Regions from separate parts of the Arachis hypogaea genome. Here region 2 is linked to region 1. Evidence: chromatin contacts called from public Hi-C data. All regions are on one chromosome and are shown on one strand. Each heading gives the region's core, a stretch centred on a gene start, on an enhancer-like site or on the middle of the called end of the contact. The rest is flanking DNA. Distances are from core to core; before and after follow the strand shown.

Region 1 (4,246 bases), core at 1,197-3,696:
AAAAAGGAGCTCGCTGTGTCCTTATTTCAGGTTGGCCTTTTGACAACCATTATTTTAGATGTTATTATTTCCATTGCTTGTGCAGTCTATCTTGTATTTTGTACATTTCCATTATTTATTAATTCTCCATGATTGGCTGTGTCAGACTGTTGTTCTAATGCTATTCAATGACGCCGAGAAACTAAGTTTTCAAGATATTAAAGACGCTACTAGCATTGAGGATAAGGAACTGAGAAGGACTCTGCAATCACTTGCATGTGGAAAAGTTCGAGTCCTACAAAAGGCGAGTTTGCAATTATTTGCAGAGTTTCCAACTTTCCATTATGTTTAATTTGATCTATCAGATCTCTTGGATTTCCTAATTCCCTTAATGAACGCATTGCAGATTCCCAAGGGTAGAGACGTCGAGGATGATGACTCATTTGTTTTCAATGACACGTTTATGGCTCCTCTTTACCGTATAAAGGTGCCACCCTATTGCCTATAAAAAATAGGGATCAGATCGGATGATTCTATTCCGTGGTTATGTGTTTTCATTCTGCCAGAGTTTCAGCCTATTGATGAATGCTTGATAGGAAGTTTTTAGTGATCTAGCTATTACATGGTTCTTTTTTCACACTACAAATTACAAACTAATTTTAATGTTATGGGGCGCAGGTGAATGCAATTCAGCTGAAGGAGACAGTCGAGGAGAACACAAGCACCACCGAGAGAGTTTTCCAAGACCGTCAATATCAGGTTTATTTTCTTTCTATCCATGCCTTTTCCCACTTGAGCTGATGCACTACTTTGGCTTCTCATGGAAGTTAAATGTTTGGTGCACTGGTATCTTCAATCGGATATGTTTGGGGCACTAATAAATGCCTTTTGAAACCCGTGAGAATCCAAGTTTCATGTTAAGTCATTAGGATCATTCATGCATTGACATCTACACTTTATACAACATCTGTTAAGTCTGTTATGCTCCATCATCTGTAGTAAACATATTTACATTCGTGACAACGACATGGTTCATTGCAGGTTGATGCTGCTATTGTGAGGATAATGAAGACTAGAAAAGTGCTTAGTCACACCCTTCTTATCACTGAACTCTTCCAACAGGTAAAACTAATGGTTCATTTATCAACTAAAACGGTATATATGTCTATCAAAATGCCCCGTTTGCTTTTGTTGTGCGATTAAATACAAATGACCACTTCTGATTGAGACTGCTAACTAATTTTTTTCTGAAACAGCTCAAATTCCCAATAAAACCAGCTGATTTGAAGAAAAGGATAGAAAGCCTTATAGATAGGGAGTATCTAGAGAGAGATAAGAACAACCCACAAATATACAATTACCTTGCTTAAATTAGTATGCTTCTGACTTCACATTATAGAATTTTCTTGAATTTTTTTTTGTAAATGACAATCATGGGAAAGACTTCACTGAGTCCCTCAGTCATATATGTATAGTATACTATGCTGGATTCTCCCTCCAACCTCAACCCCCTCTCTTTTTCACTTTATCTACAATCGTACTGTAATTATAAACCCTTTTTTATTTTGCCTCTTGAAGTTTTCTCTATATCAATAGTTACTCATCTTAACTACTTTCTGTGTAACGCGGTAAGAATCATCTATACCACATAATCGCATTGTAATTTATAATATTTCTTTGCAGCCTTCTATAGCATGGTATTCTGTGACCCTTTTGCTATTAGCAAATTTCTGTTTATTGGTGCGAATTGTAAAAAGTAAAAGTAAATAAAATGTTAAGCATGTTTGAATAATCGAATGCCTTCAAAATCTAGTTAATAGTTCATAATTAAACTGATTTTTTCCCCAACGCACTTTCACAATATTTAATTCAGGCACAGGTAAGTTTCTGAAAGTTCATATTTGAAGTAATTTGTAATCTATATATATGAAAGAGTTGGTGTATAAATTCCTTTAAAATTTTATTATATATAATTTATAAAAAATATTTTGTTAATTCAAAATTAAATTTATTATCTCTTTTATTTTAATATATATACATACTATTTCTCAAATTTGTTATTATTATTCAATTAATTTATAATATAAATGCCTGAATGGTGAGATTATTAATGCACTGGTGAAAATTAAAATAATATTTTTTTTGTTGAGAATTGGCTTAACGAGGTTGCTCAAAGTTACTACGCAGAAAAGTAAATGTCCTATTGATTATTTTGTGTATGTAATAATTTATTGGCTATTTTATATATATAATAATTTATTGGCTAACTATAAGTATTTAAATAGAATTTTAAGTAGGTTGAGGGATATAATGGAAACCCTTAAAAAACATAAAAGCTTTATGATTAAAATTAAAAACAGAAGAAAAGGCCCGGAGTCAAAAGAGAAAAGGATCAATAAGCCGATGGGCGAAATTCTATTGGATAAAATGTTAAAGTACGTACATGGCCCATGACTAAAAAAACACACGTACATGCCCTTGAAAAAAAAAAGGAGGTACATGCATTTTCACGCAAATAATTAACCTGTATTAACCAACCCACTTAAATAAGTGTTGAGGTTTGAATCCTACTTTATACATGCCGTAATTCAAATCTTTAAGAGAAAGTATAGAGAGCCAATGACCTAAACATACAATGTGTACAATAAAGGTTTAGAAAGTATTAGAGATATGATTATTAGTGTTACATTGTCCTATCAGGTTACGTTTTTGGGATGAGTGGTTTTAGGATATGGTATTAGAGTTCCAGATCCGGAAGGTCAAGAGTTCGTGATGTTCATTTTATTCATAAACCAAAGATTTAGTCCATTGTACACATTGTATATTTAGGCCATTGGCTCCGTAGCACTACTCAATCTTTAAATGTAATTTAAATTCGTAACAAATTAGTCTTTGTCTAACCCGGGTATTAATAAAAGTTAAAAATTTTAATTTAAATGCATCACTTTAAATCTCATAGAAAGTAGAAACACTCGAATATGTCCTCTTATCCATCCACTCTAAATCAATTTGTTTATTTATTTTTTAGATCGTTGAAAGGAAACTCAACTTGTTCCACTAAATCAAGTTGTAGAAATTATACATCCCAAAGAAGTAGCCGCATGTATAATAATAAGTTCTGCCGAAGACTATACTCTATTTCTCTCAAATAATGAAAGACCATGCTCTTCCAATACTTCTTCTGACAGTTAGCTCAGTCGCAGTCATGACTCATTCACAATGGAAACTAAAGTTGGTAGCCTTTTCATTATGTTGGTGTCGTTTTCATTTTCTTTTTGGATGCCGTTCAAAAGAGAAAACCAAAAGCTGAACATTATTTTGTTTTTAACTGTTCTATGTCTAAGTTGGAATCTAAGTTCGAATTCCACTAGGGAATGAGAATGACCATACATGTAATGTAACGCAGCATGTGTATGTATGTATGTATGTATCATGTGTGTAAACTTTCTCAATGCTATACTAGTTGACTTTATTTTTGCCACCACATGCTTGACTAGTGTAGCAGTGCTATGTTAACAAATTTGAATACATTATTATATACATTTCATAACTTCATTCTCCGTGGGTACTATATATACGTAATAATATATAATGTTAATTAGTTACCCCCAAAAAATATAATAACTAAAATATATTATGTATATACATACCAAAATCAACTACATTTATATCTAAAGACATATGTCATTTAAATTATTTTTAATGTATATTTTGTATTTTTAATGTATATTTTGTATTTTTATATATATTCTATAATAATAATAATTAATTTTGACGTACATCTGACATGGTTAAATTTTAATTTAGAGTAAAATATTATTTTTATCTCCAACGTTTGGAGTAAGTCTTAAAGTTGTCTGTAACGTTTAAATTCTCATATTTATGTTTCTAATGTTTAAAAATTGATTCAATGTTATCCTACCGTCATCAACACTAACAAAACTGCCTACGTGGACAATACACGTTGCTAACCTCAAACATGTGTATTGACACGTATGTCCCTTCGCGCTTATTGTTTTTTTTAGCATACAAAACAGTCTCATTCAGATGACAGAAGAAAAAACGTAACACTTCATCTTTCACACTCTTTGAACCCTACCACTTTTTTTTCCTCTCTTCTTCGAGCTTGATCACAGTGGAAGACAACGGATTGAAGGTAGTTTGGGTTTCGATTTTCTCTGCGAAGGAGAAGATTGCTCCATCTTGATCTTCACAAGTGTTGAAACGGCACAGAGTGAAAAGGTATGTAGAATCTATGTTTGATCTT
Region 2 (4,349 bases), core at 470-2,969, 190 kb after region 1:
CAAAAAATTCGGCAACAATGATCAAATTATCATTAAAAGTAAGTTCTAGTGGATTCAAAGACGTCCTCCAACTGAAAACACAACTTCCACGATGAGTATCTTCGGTGAATCTTACTTGTCCATCTTGCATAGTAAAAAGAAAAATTTGACTAAATTAAAAATTGGGAGCTAATAATAAAAGAATCTTAGATCTTAATCTTCATGCTTTTTTAATTTTATTTTATTTTATTCAATTTCAAATTATATTTGAGACGAAATTCTATTGTGTTGATTGACATGTTTGAGCATCTCTCTGCTATTATCACTTGGAATCAGATGAATCATCTTTCCCTGCAATATGTTATTACATAAATATAATAATTGTTCTCTTTCATACATATATTGTTCTCTTTCATCCATATACAGGATCAAAAATAACTAACCTTCAACGTTTTCTTATTCTCCTTTTCTGTTGTTGTATTTATTTATTTATTTATTTATATCTACAGTAACATCATTCTCTTTCTACGAATCATCTACTTGTCCTGTTACTCTATTATATGAAAGGATAAACATGATGTCATGTTTTTTTTAAACCCTCGTTCGCTAGTTAATTGGTAAAATGATATGAATTTATCATCTATCACATTTTATCTTAATAAATTTTTATAATAGTCTCTGAAATACACAAAATTTTTTATAATGATTTTTGAGATTTAAATTTTTTTATAATGTTTTCTTAGATAAAATTTCGAACATCATAATAATTTTTGTGTCATTTTTCTTGTTGAGTCAGCTGTTAGAGTGCTGACGTGGCTATCTTTCGTCACACCAAACGCCCCAATTAATGGCTAAGTGATGTAATATTATTTCAATTTATACTCAATCTGATCTCTCACTCAATATATAATCCTAATCCCTAATGTGCATTGTACTTATTGTGCTTTTCATCTCATTCTTCTTCTTCATCTCTTTCTTTTTATCAATGATTGTTAATGTTCAGAAACAAAGATAAGAGGTGATAGCACTAACCCTAATGTGTATCATTGTTTTTGTGTTAGACTTAGTGCTGCCATCTCCTATCATAGTTTCTTAATATTAACCTTAACCATCCATAAAGAAAAAAGAGATGAAAAAAAACACGAGATGAAAAATACAATAAGCACTATACACATTAAGAATTAGGATTATATATTGAGCGAAGGATTAAACTAGGTATAAATTAAAATGACGTCACGTCACTTAGTCATTAGAAATGTCCAGTATGATAAAAATGACTACATCAACACTCCAATAACTGACTCAGCATAAAAAATGTCTCAAAAATGATTATGATGTTCGAAGATCTATCTAAGAGACTATTACAAAAAAAAAATTTAATTTTGAAGACCATTATAAAAAATTCCGTGAATTTCAGAAATTATTATGGATTTCCTTCATTTTATCTCCAACATTCAACGCCTTAGGTACGTGTGGGTTTGTCGGGTGTCGGGACAAAAGTATAGGAGTTTTCATACATGAAATTTATGTAATAAAGTTCCATGTCTTTTAAACCCTAAACCCTAAACTCTTTATCTTTGGGAATAAAAATAAAAAAGTTCTATGAAACCATCTCCATAATTTCACTTTCACCTCAACAGAAAAACTTATGGGAATCAAGCACAAATGAAGTACCCGAGTATATGCATCCCATGAAAACAAAGCAAATCTAGAAACTAAAACAGCTTTAGTCCCAAAAACGGAAATTAAATAGTATTAGAATTGGCCCAAAAGCTCCACCTTTTTTATCTATGCCCATAGGCTGCAGGCCCCTCAAGAGTCCACAAAACATATTTTGATCCTCTCATGTTTACATTGAACATTTGCCACGACCAAAAACAAATTGAACATTTGACCTTGCGCTGTCCAAAAAACTGAATTTGAGTTTACCCCAATATATATGATGTTCACATTTTCACCATTGATTATTTTAACCTTTTTTTTTTTGTAGTGCAACTCAAAATCAAATGGTCTTCAAAAAAGTTTCTAGTGAAAAAAGAAAAATAGCTTTGATAGTTATCTAAATTCAATTCACCGGCGCTTCTAGCAATGTTTATATGAAACGATTTGATTTTTGTTGATGAATCATGCAACACCGTACATTCGACAAAAATGCTACCCAAAAAAATGGCGATAGAACGATGCAGATTAACTGATTGAGAATACTGGGCTGGGACTGACTCAACAGTTGCAAATATTCTTGGGATAAACACTTTGTAGCTGAATTAACATTTAACATTTAACAAGCAGAATAGCTGTACCGAAAGCATTTCTAATTGGAAGGTAATGTATTTATGAAGGTATCACTGGCATAGCTGCTCAACTGCTGAGACAATCTGAGCAGGTTGAACCACTGTCCATTCCTCCAATGTTCCAGCATATGGAGTTGGCACATCCTGAGAGGATAGGCATACTATAGGAGCATCCAAGTAGTCATGGAAATTCTCGGTAATGGCAGCTGTCAAGCTGGCGCCAATTCCGCCTGTTCGCATGCATTCTTCCACAATCAACACACGATGTGTCTTCTTCACTGAACATCCAATAGTGTAAAGATCAAATGGTTTCAAGGACCTGATATCGATTACTTCAGGGTCATACCCCTTGTTCACCAATGTCTTGGCAGCTTGCATCACATGATACCTCATCCTGGAATAGGTTAATATTGTGATATGCTCCCCAGGCCTAACCATCTCGGCTTCTTCGAGTGATAATACATACTCTTCATCTGGAATTCTCTCCTTGAGGTTATAAAGCAATACATGCTCGAAAAGTATCACAGGGTTCTCGCTTCGGATAGCAGCTTTCATCAATCCCTTAGCATTGTAAGGGGTTGAGCAAGCAACCATTTGGATCCCAGGGATTGATTGAAAATATGATTCCAGTCGCTGCGAGTGCTCTGCTCCAAGTTGCCGCCCTACTCCACCAGGCCCACGAATGACAATTGGTATTGTAAACTGACCTCCAGATGTGTAATGAAGCATGCCGCAATTATTAGAGATCTGGTTAAATGCCAGGAGTAAAAATCCCATGTTCATACCCTCAACAATTGGCCTCAGACCCGTCATTGCAGCTCCAATGCCCATGCCAGTGAAGGAGTTTTCAGCAATAGGGGTGTCCAAAACTCTGAGGTCCCCGTACTTTTCAGCAAGGCCTTTAGTCACCTTGTAAGATCCTCCATAATGACCAACATCTTCGCCCATGACACATACGCGAGGATCCCTCTCCATCTCTTCTTCCAAACCTTCATGGAGGGCTTCGAAAAGGAGAAGTTCGTGCCTGAAAGTAAAATGCATATCCGGCCATCTGTCATTATTGATCATAACTCTCATAAAAAGGATGTAAAAGGAAAATTTGCAAGCAAACTTTTATTTTAGCAAGTTAAACTAATGTACAGACTGTTGTTCCAAATTTTCAAAAGGATGTCCCAAGGTTTTTCATTTTTTAAACCTTCATCATGGGCCACCAGTCCTTCCCTTCTTTATGTTACAACAGGAGCAGAAAACACCCAAAGGAATAAGTTGTTATATGCAAAAAATCAACAAGAAAAACTACTTTATGTGGTTTCCAGTTCCAGAACCCTTTTTGAGTATTCAGTACCACAAAATTTTGAAACTTATGGAGGCTTGGTGAACATGAGCTGTGACTATCAAAAAGTTGACAACTTCATTGAAGTTTAACATAGAACCTTTATAAATAAGATCAATGAGCATGCAATGTTATGATCCGCATTTTAATAGGTGGGAACCGGAAAACTAAATTCAACTCATTCAATAGTGCAGGAATACCCTTTAACTCCACTTTCTACTATATAGCATTCATGCCACTTTCAATTCATTTTAAGTTTCCCACTTGTGACACTATCCACCACCAGGGGTAAGCTATCCTAAGGCAATGCAAATATAGTCCAAAGGCCCCGAAGCTTCCTCTTGATTGATGAAGCAACAAATCTTCACTTGGGCTACGCTTTTGGTGTCCAGGTGAAAGCTGTAGACCTGTAGTGTATGAAAGGCAGTAAGCTAAGCACCTTTTGGCTGTCAATCCCTTTGTTCTGGAAAATCTATAAACTGTGAGAATCCCAAAATTATATCGCAAGTAATTTGAAACTTGGTCTATTATATTGGAAGGTCTAACTTTCCACGAGTTCCACTATAGAATCCACGTAAATTGTAGAATACTAAAATGCATAGCCTTTTCCTCTCCAACCAGCTACCCTAAAAGTTGATTCTCTAGACCACATTAGATAACTGTTCACAATCTTTCAGCAGAAGTATAACAACTAAGTTTTCATATCATATAATTTAAAAATGAGTAAACCGAGTGAAGAGAGAGAT

What was found. A called contact is a pair of places that touch in the nucleus more often than the background predicts.
Region 2: a contact with region 1 is called in a Hi-C map of leaf, with 6 times the contacts expected there. The contact joins two enhancer-like sites. A contact is called at or near these places in 3 of 8 Hi-C or Micro-C datasets (all in leaf).

The regions. Positions count from the first base shown.
Region 1 is chr13:143,360,280-143,364,525 of arahy.Tifrunner.gnm2.J5K5, forward strand. LOC112792523 (cullin-4) reads left to right here. Exons shown (of 17, transcript XM_025835791.3): 12 at 1-30; 13 at 146-283; 14 at 386-466; 15 at 658-738; 16 at 1,021-1,101; 17 at 1,236-1,667. The coding sequence ends at 1,349. Among protein-coding and RNA genes, the nearest start is that of LOC112792523, 8.1 kb to the left of the region's middle. Within about 2 kb of position 2,447, at least 1 of the 3 cell types and tissues checked has open chromatin away from gene starts, as enhancers often do.
Region 2 is chr13:143,551,867-143,556,215 of arahy.Tifrunner.gnm2.J5K5, forward strand. LOC112792528 (pyruvate dehydrogenase E1 component subunit beta-3, chloroplastic) reads right to left here. Exons shown (of 4, transcript XM_025835798.3): 4 at 2,147-3,294. The coding sequence ends at 2,322. Among protein-coding and RNA genes, the nearest start is that of LOC112792528, 3.0 kb to the right of the region's middle. Within about 2 kb of position 1,720, at least 3 of the 3 cell types and tissues checked have open chromatin away from gene starts, as enhancers often do.